3 separate regions of the Rattus norvegicus genome follow, and regions 1 and 2 are each linked to region 3. Evidence: chromatin contacts called from public Hi-C data. All regions are on one chromosome and are shown on one strand. Each heading gives the region's core, a stretch centred on a gene start, on an enhancer-like site or on the middle of the called end of the contact. The rest is flanking DNA. Distances are from core to core; before and after follow the strand shown. Region 1 overlaps Smad6 (SMAD family member 6). Region 2 has its middle 110 kb from the start of Smad6. Region 3 has its middle 26 kb from the start of Lctl.

Evidence for each region. A called contact is a pair of places that touch in the nucleus more often than the background predicts.
Region 1: a contact with region 3 is called in a Hi-C map of Schwann cells, with 4 times the contacts expected there. The contact joins two enhancer-like sites. A contact is called at or near these places in 12 of 12 Hi-C or Micro-C datasets (the A7r5 cell line, the Rat2 cell line, Schwann cells and 7 more).
Region 2: a contact with region 3 is called in a Hi-C map of Schwann cells, with 7 times the contacts expected there. The contact joins two enhancer-like sites. A contact is called at or near these places in 12 of 12 Hi-C or Micro-C datasets (the A7r5 cell line, the Rat2 cell line, Schwann cells and 7 more) and 1 of 1 datasets of contacts at active chromatin or transcription factors (oligodendrocytes).

What each region holds. Positions count from the first base shown.
Region 1 is chr8:73,350,772-73,355,107 of GRCr8, forward strand. All of the region lies in intron 3 of Smad6 (SMAD family member 6), which reads right to left. Among named protein-coding and RNA genes, the nearest start is that of Smad6, 61 kb to the right of the region's middle. Within about 2 kb of position 1,735, at least 25 of the 93 cell types and tissues checked have an H3K27ac peak or open chromatin away from gene starts, as enhancers often do. A contact at or near this core is called in Schwann cells, where this site is marked.
Region 2 is chr8:73,306,237-73,310,234 of GRCr8, forward strand. No RefSeq gene overlaps it. Among named protein-coding and RNA genes, the nearest start is that of Smad6, 110 kb to the right of the region's middle. Within about 2 kb of position 2,080, at least 19 of the 93 cell types and tissues checked have an H3K27ac peak or open chromatin away from gene starts, as enhancers often do. A contact at or near this core is called in Schwann cells, where this site is marked.
Region 3 is chr8:73,486,714-73,490,637 of GRCr8, forward strand. No RefSeq gene overlaps it. Among named protein-coding and RNA genes, the nearest start is that of Lctl, 26 kb to the right of the region's middle. Within about 2 kb of position 1,473, at least 14 of the 93 cell types and tissues checked have an H3K27ac peak or open chromatin away from gene starts, as enhancers often do. A contact at or near this core is called in Schwann cells, where this site is marked.

The DNA.
Region 1 (4,336 bases), core at 485-2,984, 140 kb before region 3:
TCAGCCGTGCTCCAACAGGGAAATGGTGTAGCCCTCTCAGGAACACCGGTTAGCAATGAAAGGAACCAACCAACTCCACAAACGCGCAGTGGAACGGACCACCCTTAAGTGCACCTGCTTCGTGAAGGAAGTCACACACAGAAAACCCATTGAAGGCCAGAGGCAGGAAGTTCTTGGCCAGCAGAGAGCAAAGCTGGGCTGTAGCTCCTAGGGATGAAGACTGGGCTACATGTTCAAGGCCCCAGGTTCCATCCCCTAACACTGCAATAAAGAAAAATAAAGGAGAAAGGAGGAAGGGGACAGGAGAAGGAGGAGGAGGAGGAAGAAGAGGAGGAGGAAGAAGAAGAGGAGGAGGAGGAAGAAGAGGAGGAGGAGGAGGAGGAAGAGGAGGAGAAATCAGGGCAGTTGACAACCAGAGGAGTGGGTGAGCAGGAAGAGGCTAAGGGAACTTCCAAGGCAGAACAATGGGAACTGGGGTATCCATACACAGTGAAGAGTCACCACAACCTAAACACTAGGCTAAGCAGGTTTTTGCTGTAATGATGGCTCCTACAGTGGTCTTAGAAGGTCCCCAGGTGACTGTCCCCAACCCCCTTTGTCTCCCAAAGGCACCCACATTCCTGCCACCAGAGGGTGGTGGCTGCCTTCTCAGAGCACCAGGCAACAGCCCCAACAAAGGCGGTCTCTCTTGCATGGCCCAGCCATGCCTTCCTCCAGACTTCTCTGCCCAGCCAGGGTGCCTACAGACCAACATGTAATTTTGTGTGTGTGGGAGGGGGGTACTGGGCCTCAAGGGGGCTGGCTGGAGTCCGGAGGAGGTGGAGAGGATTGAAATCCCAAGAAATGTCTTTAGCTTCTTCGAATCAGCAATTTTCTGTCAAAACAAAGGGCAGGAGTGTGGTAGGTCATGCTCCTCACAGGACCCAGTTGAGGCACGAGCACAGTGAAATGTCTTTTCCTGCCCTCTCTCCGCCTTTTGACCACAATGCCCAGGGTGGGCCATCCCAAGAAGGAACCAGAACATGCCCCAGTTAGATGGGAAGACAGAGCACTCGGAGGAGGTTTGTGGGGTGGTCCATGCCCGCACATCCCTAATATTTGCTGGGCTTCACATCTACCTAAGGTTATGCCAGCTTCCTTGCCACCGATTAAAAACTATCAATAAAGACTGCTCCAGCAGTAAGCTTCAGACAAGAACCAAATCCAACTCCTGGGGAGTGCTGAGAAGAGAGACCAGCTCCTTAAAAATCCAGAAAGGTGAAGCAACTAGCTCAGGGTCACACAGCAAGCTGGTGGCAGAACTGGAAATAAGCCTAGGGCTTCCTCTCAGCCCTTTGCATGGGGGCCTCCCACCCTCCTGGAAAACTACTTTCTTCTGTCCCATGTCATGCCTGTGGCTTCAAGTTCCCTTCATCCAACCGGCAGCTTTTCATCTGTGGCTCCAGGGCCTGGGAACAATTACGCAGGCCCTGCATCTGGTTAACCTAACACCCCTTTTAAAGCCTTGTTTGCCCATTAGATAAGTAGTTTTTGTTATCAAACTTAGGGGAAGAAACGAGTTTCCAAATGAACTCTCTCCTTTGTCCTTTGGAGCCCAAGAAACAGCTTCAGGTTGTGCAGCCAGTCCGGCAAGCAGCGTTCATTAATGGTTGGCTTTCCTCACAGGGGAGGGAGGGCCTGTCCTTGCCCCGGGCTGCTGCAGGAAAGCAGGGGAAGAATGCGCGCAGGGCCACGTTAATGGTCAGCAGCTTCGAGCCAGCCGAGCCTCTGCTGAACGCGGTCCAGAAGCTGGCCCAGCTGACAGGAGTTTCCTCCTCCTCGATCCCACCCACCTCCCCAACCCCCCACCTCAGAGCCAGCACCTCGGGCTCCCAGAGGAAGCCCGGCTTCCAAGAGGAAGTTCCTAATCGCTCATTACATCACAAGCGATCTGGCCACCGCTGCCGCCTGCCTGCACAGGGCCCACCGCAGGGGCTCTTTCAACTGTGGGTCTTCAGTGTGGAGACCATGCTGTCCTCCCTCCCCAGATGGCTATCTGGTTGCTCTGCTGGCAGGAGTGAGATGGGTGCAGAAAGGGAGAATGCCAGCAAGAAGGGGGGCTAGGGGAGCCCAGGAACAGGAAGTCCACTGGACCGATGACTGAGGGGAGGACCTAAGGTCCGAAGAGGTGAAGTGACTTACTTGGGACCAGTATCTACTCAGAGGGCATGGGTTTAACGCACTGGATCAAGAGCAAGGAAGTCCGTGTGCAAACCCCAGCTCTGCCCCTCATCCGCAATTGTAACAATCCCTGCAGAAATATTCTAAGGAGAGACACTTGTGACCCTCCCTTTGGCTATCAGACAATTGTCCCCGTGGAATTGGAATTTCCCCAGGAATCTCATGCTGGGAGCAGGAAAAGGCAGAAGGCTGGTGTCAGCAAGAACAGAGATTTCACACTGTTCCGACAACTTGTCAGACCACCTTGCAGGAGGGACTGGAACCTAGGCAATGACAATCGATGATGATACGCAGGGCTGCCCCTTGGACTGCCCCTTGGACGGGGACCATTTAAACCTGAACCTCATATGCCAGTCCTTAACGATGGCCTTGGGAGTGCTGTCACTGGACCTATTTATTTGCTCCTCTTCCCAAGGCAACCATACTGAATAAACCGCCTTTCTCCACTTTCCACTACCCCTTGTCTTTTTAATTGGCTTACTGAGGATAATAGTGGAGCCCCGTTTGTACCCTAAAACATCAGTAACAGTCTTGCTATCTCAGGCAAGTGACTTTTTGTTCCTTGGGGCCTCAGTTTCCTAAAACAGGTGCGATCAGCGATTACTTCATAGGGCATTGGGATCAGTTGCAATCAAATGATGCCTTGTCTGGAAATAAGCAAGCTGAAAATTAACAGGGATCGCTAACTCACATTAGCGATCAAAATGTAAGCTACACAAATTATTTACAGCAATCATACAACGAGTAGTTTGCAAGTATATTCATGACAGGTAACGGCCATAGCAGAGATAAGGTGTGCTAATGGACTAGAGACTCAAGGAGAAGTAAATAGTAATAGAAATAATAATAAATTAATATTAGGCAGAGTGAAACAGGTTAAAGACACTCAGAGGGCAAACGGCTAATCCTCTCAGCTCCTCTTGTGTTTTCAGGCATTCTGTGATGTCTGTGTATGTGTGGACATGTATGAGAAGGTCAGAGGTCAACCTCAGCTGCTGTTCCTCAGAAGCTATCCACCTTGTTTTTTTGAGACAGGGTCCCTTCCTGAATCTGGGGCTTGTCAATTAGGCTATACTAGCTGGCCCTAGGGACCCTATCTCTGCCTTCCCCTGCTCTGGGACTCTAGGTGTGGGCCACCCTGACCAGCCTTGATGTGGATCCCAGGGTATAGGGATTCAGGTCCTAATACCTGGGCAGTAGCAGGTATATTCCCAACTGAGCCATCTCCCCAGTCCTGCCCCTCCCATTTCATGATAAAGAAACTGTCCATCTCAGAAGCTTGTGTCCAAGGTCAGCAGCCAGGAAGTCTCAAGATTAGGATCTGATCTCCTATCTCAGCAGGCTCAGAGATGGGGGGCTTTGGCTCTTATTCCCATGTGGGCTGCCAACCCCAGTGGCAGTGTGGATAATCTCACAGGCACCATGCCAGCTCTAAGATGTTTGCTGGGCCACGAAAAGATGGGTGCTAAAAGGGGTCCTCAGCCTGGGATGCAGCTTCAGTGGTGTAGAACACTTGCATGCTGACCACCTTCCCGGGAGGACAGAAAGACTTCTCAAATGCAGCCTCTGTCCGCTCTAGAGAGGGCCTGGTGCTGCTCTGAAAACGCCTGTCCTTTTAATTTCTCCCTCACATCCAAACCGCTCCACTTACCTAAACCACAGCAGGGAGTGTGTTCTAGGGGAGCCGCAACAGTGAGTGTTCCCCAAGGGAGAGGACTGGCCACCATGAGCGAGTTACGAGTGCTCTCGCACCCCATTCTCAGGGTAGGACCCAAGCCAGAGTCTCCTCAGCAACTGCAGAGAGGGGATCCTACCCTTGGGTGACCCTCTCTGCTGGGATCAATATGGCGGTCTGAGTCCTTAGAAGCATCACCAGGGAGGGTGCTGGATCCCTCAGGAGTCTGGTGAAAAGCTTCTGTGAGGCCAAGCAGACCTGCAGAAAGGCCTTCATTGAATACTGACCTTGGCTGCTTAGCCTCTGGTCTCTAGAGGAACAGGGTGTCATCCTGAGCTGTACTAGGTAGGGTTTCACTCCTTTATCTCCTACAGCATTTAAAGAGATTCTGAAAAGATGAACTCCTCTAGCAGTTCTGACCCAGAATAAGTTTCCCCAGGC
Region 2 (3,998 bases), core at 830-3,329, 180 kb before region 3:
ACGAAATTGGCCATGACTGATGGACAGTGGCTAAGTAGGTGACCGAAACGAGGCGCCCCTCACACTGAGCTTTCTGCTTTCTGTAAGAAAATGTTCTCTCAGAGCTGGAACTCAGAGTGCTGGCCTAACACTGCATGAGGGCCTGGGTTCCATCTATCCCCAATACCACATTTTAAAAAACCTGGGCATGGTGTGGGCTCTGTGACTCAGCAGGGTAAAGGTCTTACTCTGAAAACCTTATGTATCCTGAGTTCCACCCCTGTTCTCACAGTGGAAGGAGAGATCTGGCTCGTGCAAGCTTTCCTCTGCCTTCCACACAAACACTTGGACATAAGTGAGTGTGTAGGAGCACCCAAGCACACGCGTGTGCGTACAAACACACACACACACTAAATTAGTTTTTTAAAAACAATCATAGGGCCTGGAGAAATGGCTCATTAGTTAAGAGTGCTGGCTGAACTTTGCACTTTAGGACCTAGCACCTACATTGCAGCTCACAAACACCTGTAACCCCAGCTCTGGGGAATCTCATGCCCTTCTTCTGATCTCTGTGGACACTGCATGCACATATCAGTATGCAGGCCGAATACCCACACACATAAAATAAAAATAAATCTTTAAAAACAAGACAAAAAACCCCCAAAAACCGTCATGGAAGTGCTTGCCTGTAAGAGTGGCACTCAGGGCTGGAGAGATGGCTCAGAGGTTAAGAGCACCGACTGCTCTTCCAGAGGTCATGAGTTCAATTCCCAGCAACCACATGGTGGCTCACAACCATCTGTAAAGAGATCTGGTGCCCTCTTCTGGTGTATCTGAAGACAGCTACAGTGTACTTATATATAATAAATGAATAAATCTTTAAAAAAAAAAAAGTTTAAAAAAAAAAAAAGAGTGGCACTCAAACTATGGAGGTAAAATCACTCTCGGTGGCTCACACCTCCAATCCCAGCACTCAGGAGGCAGAGGCAGGTACATATCTGAGTTTGAGGTCAGCCTGGTCTGAATAATGGGTCCCAGGACAGCCAGGGCTGCATAAAGAATCTTTGTGTTAAAAAACAAACAAACAAAACAATATGCGGCTGGAGAGATGGCTCAGTGGTTAAGAGCACTGACTGCTCTTCTAAAGGTCCTGAGTTCAAATCGCAGCAACCACATGGTGGCTCACAACCATCTGTAATGAGATCCGATGCCCTCTTCTGGTGTGTCTGAAGACAGCAACAGTGTACTCATATACAAATAAATACTCATAAAACAAATAAATCTTTTTTAAAAATAAAATAAAAGCTGTAGATGTGGGTGGATCAAAAGTTCAAAGCCAGCTTCAGCTATACAGAAACTTGGAAGCAAGTTTGAAACTCTGCCTCAGAAAGAGTTCATATGTCTACTCACAGCCCTGTGACCCAGGACTAGGCAACCAGCCAGTGGCCTCCAAAGTGTTACGGTACCAGCAGCCACTCAAGCCCTTCTGGTGGCCGTCTGATCTCCACATGGCCACCAGAGGGAGCCCTGGACAGCGATAGGCCTTCCTGGCTCAACCTTGCTCTGCACCAGTTCTCCACAGGACCAACCCATAGACTAACTTCATCAGGCCAACCTGCTCAGCTGCCACAGCCCGGCCCACAACACTTTAAACACTGCAGAGCTGAGGGCTGTAGTTACTTTATATAATTTGTGTCTATTGTTTATCTGGAACTCAGAGATTGCCGAACAATCTCTATACATCGGGAAGACCTCTAAGAAACCCTTTACTCTTACCGAAGGAGACAAGCCATCTCAATGGCCCAGGGCCCAGTATACAGAGGTGCCTCTTCCTAGGAGAGATATAGCCTCTGACTGAGTTATACCATTGCCTGCCAGCAAGGACTTTAAGCTTACTTCAGATGACAGATGTCGATTTGTGGTATGTAACTTGCCCAGCTCTCCATGGCAGTACCGCAGGAGGCCAGACAAGCAGGAACTTCCTGAATGAGCAGCCAGCCTTCTTCTTCTTCCTCTTGCTTCTCCCCAGCTGTGTGGGGGACTGGCAGAGTCTGGCCATGTCCAGGCCTCAGCTGGCAGCCTGCTTTGGGTCTTTTTGGACTTGGGCCCTATCTGCTATGTGTCCCATGGTAGTGGGGAGAGGGACCCTGTGCCAGGCGCCGGCTGCCCCATGGCCTGAGGGTGTCCACTGCAATTATTACAAGTAATCAGTTGACCAGCCCGGCCCCAGCCCTCCTCCCACGCCAACACTTGGCCCTTGTTCCTGGACAGGCCCCTCTGTGTCCCGTCCTTTGTGGCTGACATTTCATTAGGATCAGACAACACTGGGGTAACCCCGAGCCCCAAGCCCTTTTGAGGGAAAGGGGGCTGGTTCTGGCCACGCAGATACTTGGCGTGGGGAGTCCAGGCAGACTGGCTGTCGCCAGCCAGGCAGCTACCCCCTCCCACCCCCAAATATCCAGTGTGGGCCACAGGCTGCTGTGGAGCCACGGGGCGCCAGCTGACTCGGACGCTTTTGTTCTGGGCTGGAGTGGTCTAAGCATGGTGGCTCTTTCACTGAGGGGACACAGATAACAGGCGGCAGAGCCTGATAAGGTGTCTGCCAGTGGTTTCCTCCCAGACAGGTCCCACTGCTCCCACAGGCCCGAGAGGACTTGGCTCATGCCTGTCACCACAGAAAAGCTCCCCCTCCCCAGGGTCTGAGCCTCCCCACATAGGCCAAAATAAAGGCCAGGGGAGGTTTTGTATGGAGAGGTCAGCAGAGTATCCAGAGGCTCCAGGCCCAGAACAGGCTCGACTGCCTCAGTTTCCTTTCGGTGAAGAGAATGTCAGGGAAGGCATCTCCCTGGGAATTCTGTAATACACTTAAAATGAACCGGGCCTCCTGGGCTGGGTTTTGGGGGGGAGGAAAGGGGTCCCTGAACTTTTCTAGATCCCCTCAAATTCATCAGCGTCACCTAGGATAAACACAGCCTCCTCTATGTCAGGCTCTGTGATAAGGCTTAGGAAAAGATAAGCCATGCCTCAGGACTGCATGGGGCTGCTGAAGGGAATCAGCAGAAAGATCTATCATCACTCACCAACCTAACCCAGACCAGGGCCCCAGCCCCAGGCTCATAGAATGGAGGAGGCTTGGGGTGAATAACAGTACAAAAAGACCACAGCCCTGAGAGCCAAGGTGGCCAGGGGTCTCTAGTCTGATGGGGGAGGTCCACCTGGTTTCTTGGGAAGTATTTACTCATCACTGCTACCTGACAAAGGCAACATGGGACAGGAAGGGCTTGTTTTAGCTCACAGTTTGGAGAAGCAGTCCACCATGGTGGGAAAGGCATGGCAACTGGGCATGGAGACTGTGCCATGAGAAGAGCTGGCATGGAACTGGCAAGGTCAAACACCAGAAATCTCTAAACTTGAGACCAGCAGCGGTAGAAGAAGCCTCAGAAGGTGCACATAACCTAGAGACTCCCAAGCAGGTGGTCACAGCACCTGAAATTCTTCCCCGTGCAAATGAGGCATTTCAGTAGCCAATGACCTTTCCCTCCCTGGATATTCTCACCCCAAAACTATATAAGCCTTGGTTCACCCTGAATAAAGTGTATGTGTCCAGAACAAGCTAAGATCACTTCAGAGAGCTGCTTCATGAAAGATCATCCGAGAAGGCCCTCACCTAAGAGTCATGATGCTAAGATTCTCGAAGAAGGTTCCCCATTCCCCTTCACTAGTTCCCAACCTGACCAGGATCCTGCAGAACCCACCAGTTCCTCCAACTCGACCAGACATCCTGAGAGGGGAGGTGGAACCCAGAACTACAGCTGATCACTACGCATCTGCAGTCAGGAAGCAGAGAGATGAACTCAGCCTGAATTCTCCCCCCACCCCTGCCCACTCAGGTTATATCCCTAGACCATGGAATGATGTCATGCTCATTTAGAGCAGGTCTCCCCAGCGTAGTAAACCCAGTCTAAGAACTCCCTCACAGGTGCACCCAGAAAATCTCCTGAGAATTGAACTTCGTTCTG
Region 3 (3,924 bases), core at 223-2,722:
TTCCTCATTATCTTGCAGGGGTCTCTCATGGTGGAGGGGGCAGGAGAAGGGAAAGATCTCCCAGGGGGTGATTCCAGAAGCTTCCGTTCCACCTTTGCAAAGCGAAACCTGTCGTTCTTTGCACCTCACAAGAGGCTCAGCTCACCACAGAGGCCCTGGTCTTCCTCCATGGAGCACCTTGGGGCCTTCCCCAGACCTGTTGTCATCTGCACATCTGACAAGGAGAGATAGTAGTTCGTGATGCTGTTTGGGGCTGAAATGAATTCAGCAAGTGTCAGTAAAGGGCTGACTGTGACAGAGGCCCTGTACCCTAAGACTCTCAAGTCCCTGAGGGAGGAGAGGTACTGGTCTTATTCTCCAGATATTCTAACCCCTCTCAGTTTCCCCTCCTGACGTAGAAGAATGGTGCTATTGGTTCTATCTAGGGGGCCTAAAGTGATCAGGCTTGGAGTAGAACCCAGTCTCAGAGACCCTTCCAGGCCCTGTCTGACTAGAGCATTCTGGAAGATAAAACCCCTGAGTGAGGCTCCATGCTTCAGCCAATAAGCAGAATCCGCATCTGCCATCCAGTCCCTGTAACCCTGCAGGACAGCACTTGGAGTTAGACACCGGGGGTCTTGTAGGCAACGACACTAACTGAATATAGGAAAAAAAATGAAGGCATGACCGCCTGGCAGTCAGCCTGCTTGATAGTGAGAAGGTACTGTCCATGTACTTGAGCTGTCTTTCCTCAGACGTCACTGTTCCCTGGGGAGACAATGGCTACCCACTCCTCATAAGGCCCCAATGCCAAACCAAATTAGGGTTCTACGGACGTTCACACCCTGGGGAGCCAGTGAGTTCACTGGGCTCACTTTTAGGGTGAGGGGCTGCTTACAGTTGACGCGAAGGCAGCTATACAGGCCTGTGGACACCTAGCACGGACAATGGCTTCCCATAAATGGAGCTCTCCCTAGTAAGCTTCTCCTGACCTTTACACGTCATACAAGGCGGATACAAGTAGGACACAGTTGTACGAATGGCTGGATGGAGCAGCTGGAACCCCAGGTGGATGTCCAATGACCCTCCCTCGGCCTCCTTCTCGGAGGTAAAAAAGATGTCAGCCTCCGAGTCTCACCCTGCTCGTCCCCTGCAAACAAGGCATAGCCAAGGGTGAAGACTGTGTTGCTCAGGGAACCCTGGTCTTCAACAGCAAGACACTCTTCAGATTATTCCTTCTATGTCGATCTCACTATTCCAACCAAAGAGCAGTTCCAGCTGCAGGGGTCTGGAGAGGCTGAAGCCTGTAGACCAGGACTAGCCAGGTCCAGAGCCCCCCTTCTGTGTCCCTGGGCCTGGCATGGTGCCCACATCAAGTGGGTGCTCTGTAAACATTGTTCAATGAATGGATGTTGTTTGCATGCTGAAAGGTCGGCAGTGCCGCCGCCGCCAGTCCCCGCTCCAGGGGACAATGGACCAGCCTATTTGGACTGGGGGGCTGTCCCCGAATGTCTGTGGGCTGAGGTCACCTCATGCACCACTGCAGGAAGCTCCCAGATCCCTAGCTGGAGAATGCCTGAAGCCAGCCAGCAGACATTTCCTGGCTGGCAGTGGTACCCTGCTCCTCCTCTTCCTCCTCCGCCCCACTCGGGCCCCTAGCCTGGCACTGGGTTGGCATGTCTCAGGTCCCACCCTGGGATGCAATGCCTGTGGGTAGGCTCTGGAGGAAGGGATATCTCTCATGTGCCAGAGACCAGGCCTGCTTGGCCCACAGCAAGCAGACAGCCAAAGCTGCTGCCCTCTCCAAGGCCCATACCTCCCTCAGAGGCCCCTGCAGCCCCACACGGACTTCCCCATTAGACTTCTCACTGGGCAGGCTGACCCTGGTTAAGCCTAGCCCAGGGCTAGACCCCCCCATCCCCCACCATCACACACATACACCAAAAGGAAGGTGGCTTAGAGGGCCATACCACACCACCCTGCAAATATTGTCAGACAGACCACAGTTTAATGGGCCCAGGTCACCCTTGAGACATGGAGGCCATGCTGGGCAAGTGATATACACACTTGATCGGGGGTGGGGGCAGCAGAGGTGGGGGGTAGGGGGAGCTCTCCCTGAGGCCTCACGTGACTGATCCGGCTGACCAGAGAAGTTGAGTAATTTCCTAGAGTTGCACGGCTGGCTAGACAGGGTTCCTGTGGAGCACTGAACTAGCTCCTACAGCTGCCACAGTCCTTGGGCAAAACCCTCCTTTGGGCCTCTTAAGCTCTGGAAAACATGCAGAGGGTGGACTGGCTGCCCTACTCCAGCCTCCTTCTGGTTGCTTGTATGACTCCTCAGAGCCTCTTCCCTACACCCTTCGCGCCTCCTCTGCAGAGGCCCTGGCTTGGGCCCTCCCACCTATAACCTACACAGTGGCAGTTCAGAACGTGGCTTCCGTGTACGATATGCTGTTAAATCTCCCAGGCCTCTGTTTCAGAGACAAAGAAACCAAGACCAGGGTGCTCACGGGTTTCCCTGTAGCTGACCAGCTACAAAGCCAGGTCTTGAACCCATGCCCGTTCAGGGGTGGGCCTCATCTTGCCTACTTCCTGAGCATGGCCTCAAGATCAAGCACAGATGCCCAGGAAAATGTACACCAGACACGCCCATTTCAATGCCTGTCTTGTGGAGACAAAGCCTTTCCTGGAATGTAGACTGGATCCTCAGACCCACAGCAGGACTAGATCACAGGGCTCTGTCTCCTGTGTGCCTCAGTTTCCACACATATAAACCGGGAGCGGTACAGCTGTGGGGGCTGCCATGACAGTCTCCCACGGCCACACCGATCTCCATCTGTTGGTTCAGGTGTCAAGGCCCTGCAGGGCTCTGGAGTTGAGAGTAGGATCTGGCCCAGAGCCACTAAGACAGGCGGGAGCCACCTCCGGGACTTTCTTTACCTGAGAGCGATCGACTTTGCCCACAACCCACATCTAAGGTGACAGCCAAGGAAAGGCTAGGTCTGGGGTGTTTGCTTTCCAGTTTGTAGTGATTATGGGGTGATAACCACAGTGGCCCGCACAGTCAAAGGGAACTCTGTTCCCCCAGACTAGGGGTCTCTGAGGACTGCAGGCTACCCACAGCATGAACTCAGTGGGCATAGCCTGCGGCTGTGAGCCTCTCTCTGAACCTCCAGGCATTCTCATGACAATCTGCCAAGGTGGCTCAGCCACAAGCAACGGGAGGTACAAGGAGATGAAGTGAGTCACCAAAGCTCCCACAACCTGTTAATCGGCAGAGTCCCACAGGAGGCCGTAGCCTCAGATCTGGCCTCAGTCGTCTTCTCCCTGAGTCCCCAGGACCAGGAGAGGGAATCTATTTGACGATTCCACAATCTACCTGATTGTAAACCGAATAACCCAAAGAAAGAAAGAGGTATCCTGGACACCAGGGCCTCCCCACCCCTGGGAAAATCAAAAGTGACAAGGTTCCATGTGTTTTGATACCAGATGCTCTTGGTGTAGGTCAAGACTTTACCTTACTCCACTTCCTCCTCCCACAGCAGGGACAAGCCTAGGCATGGTGACAGAGTGTCTACGGTCCGACTGGGCACAAACAGACTTAACATGTGACCTTGGAGTTTATTCATTCGCTTCCACATCTTTGCATATGTGGTTTTGTTTTAGTTTGTTTTTGGTTTTTGAGACAGGGTCTTACTGTGCAGCCCTGGCTGTCCTAGGACTCAACCTATAAACCAGGCTGGTCTTGAACTCACAGACATCTGCCTGCCTCTGCCTCCTGGGTGCTGGGATTAAAGATGTTTGCCACTATGCCTGTTCTTTGTGCACGTTGAGAAATGGGGAGGTCTGGGCAGCTGCTGGCAGAACTAGGTGTAGCTTATCTGCGCTGGCTGCATCTGGTCTCCCTGCAGGGCATAGACCCTAGAGCAGTGGTTCTCAACCTTC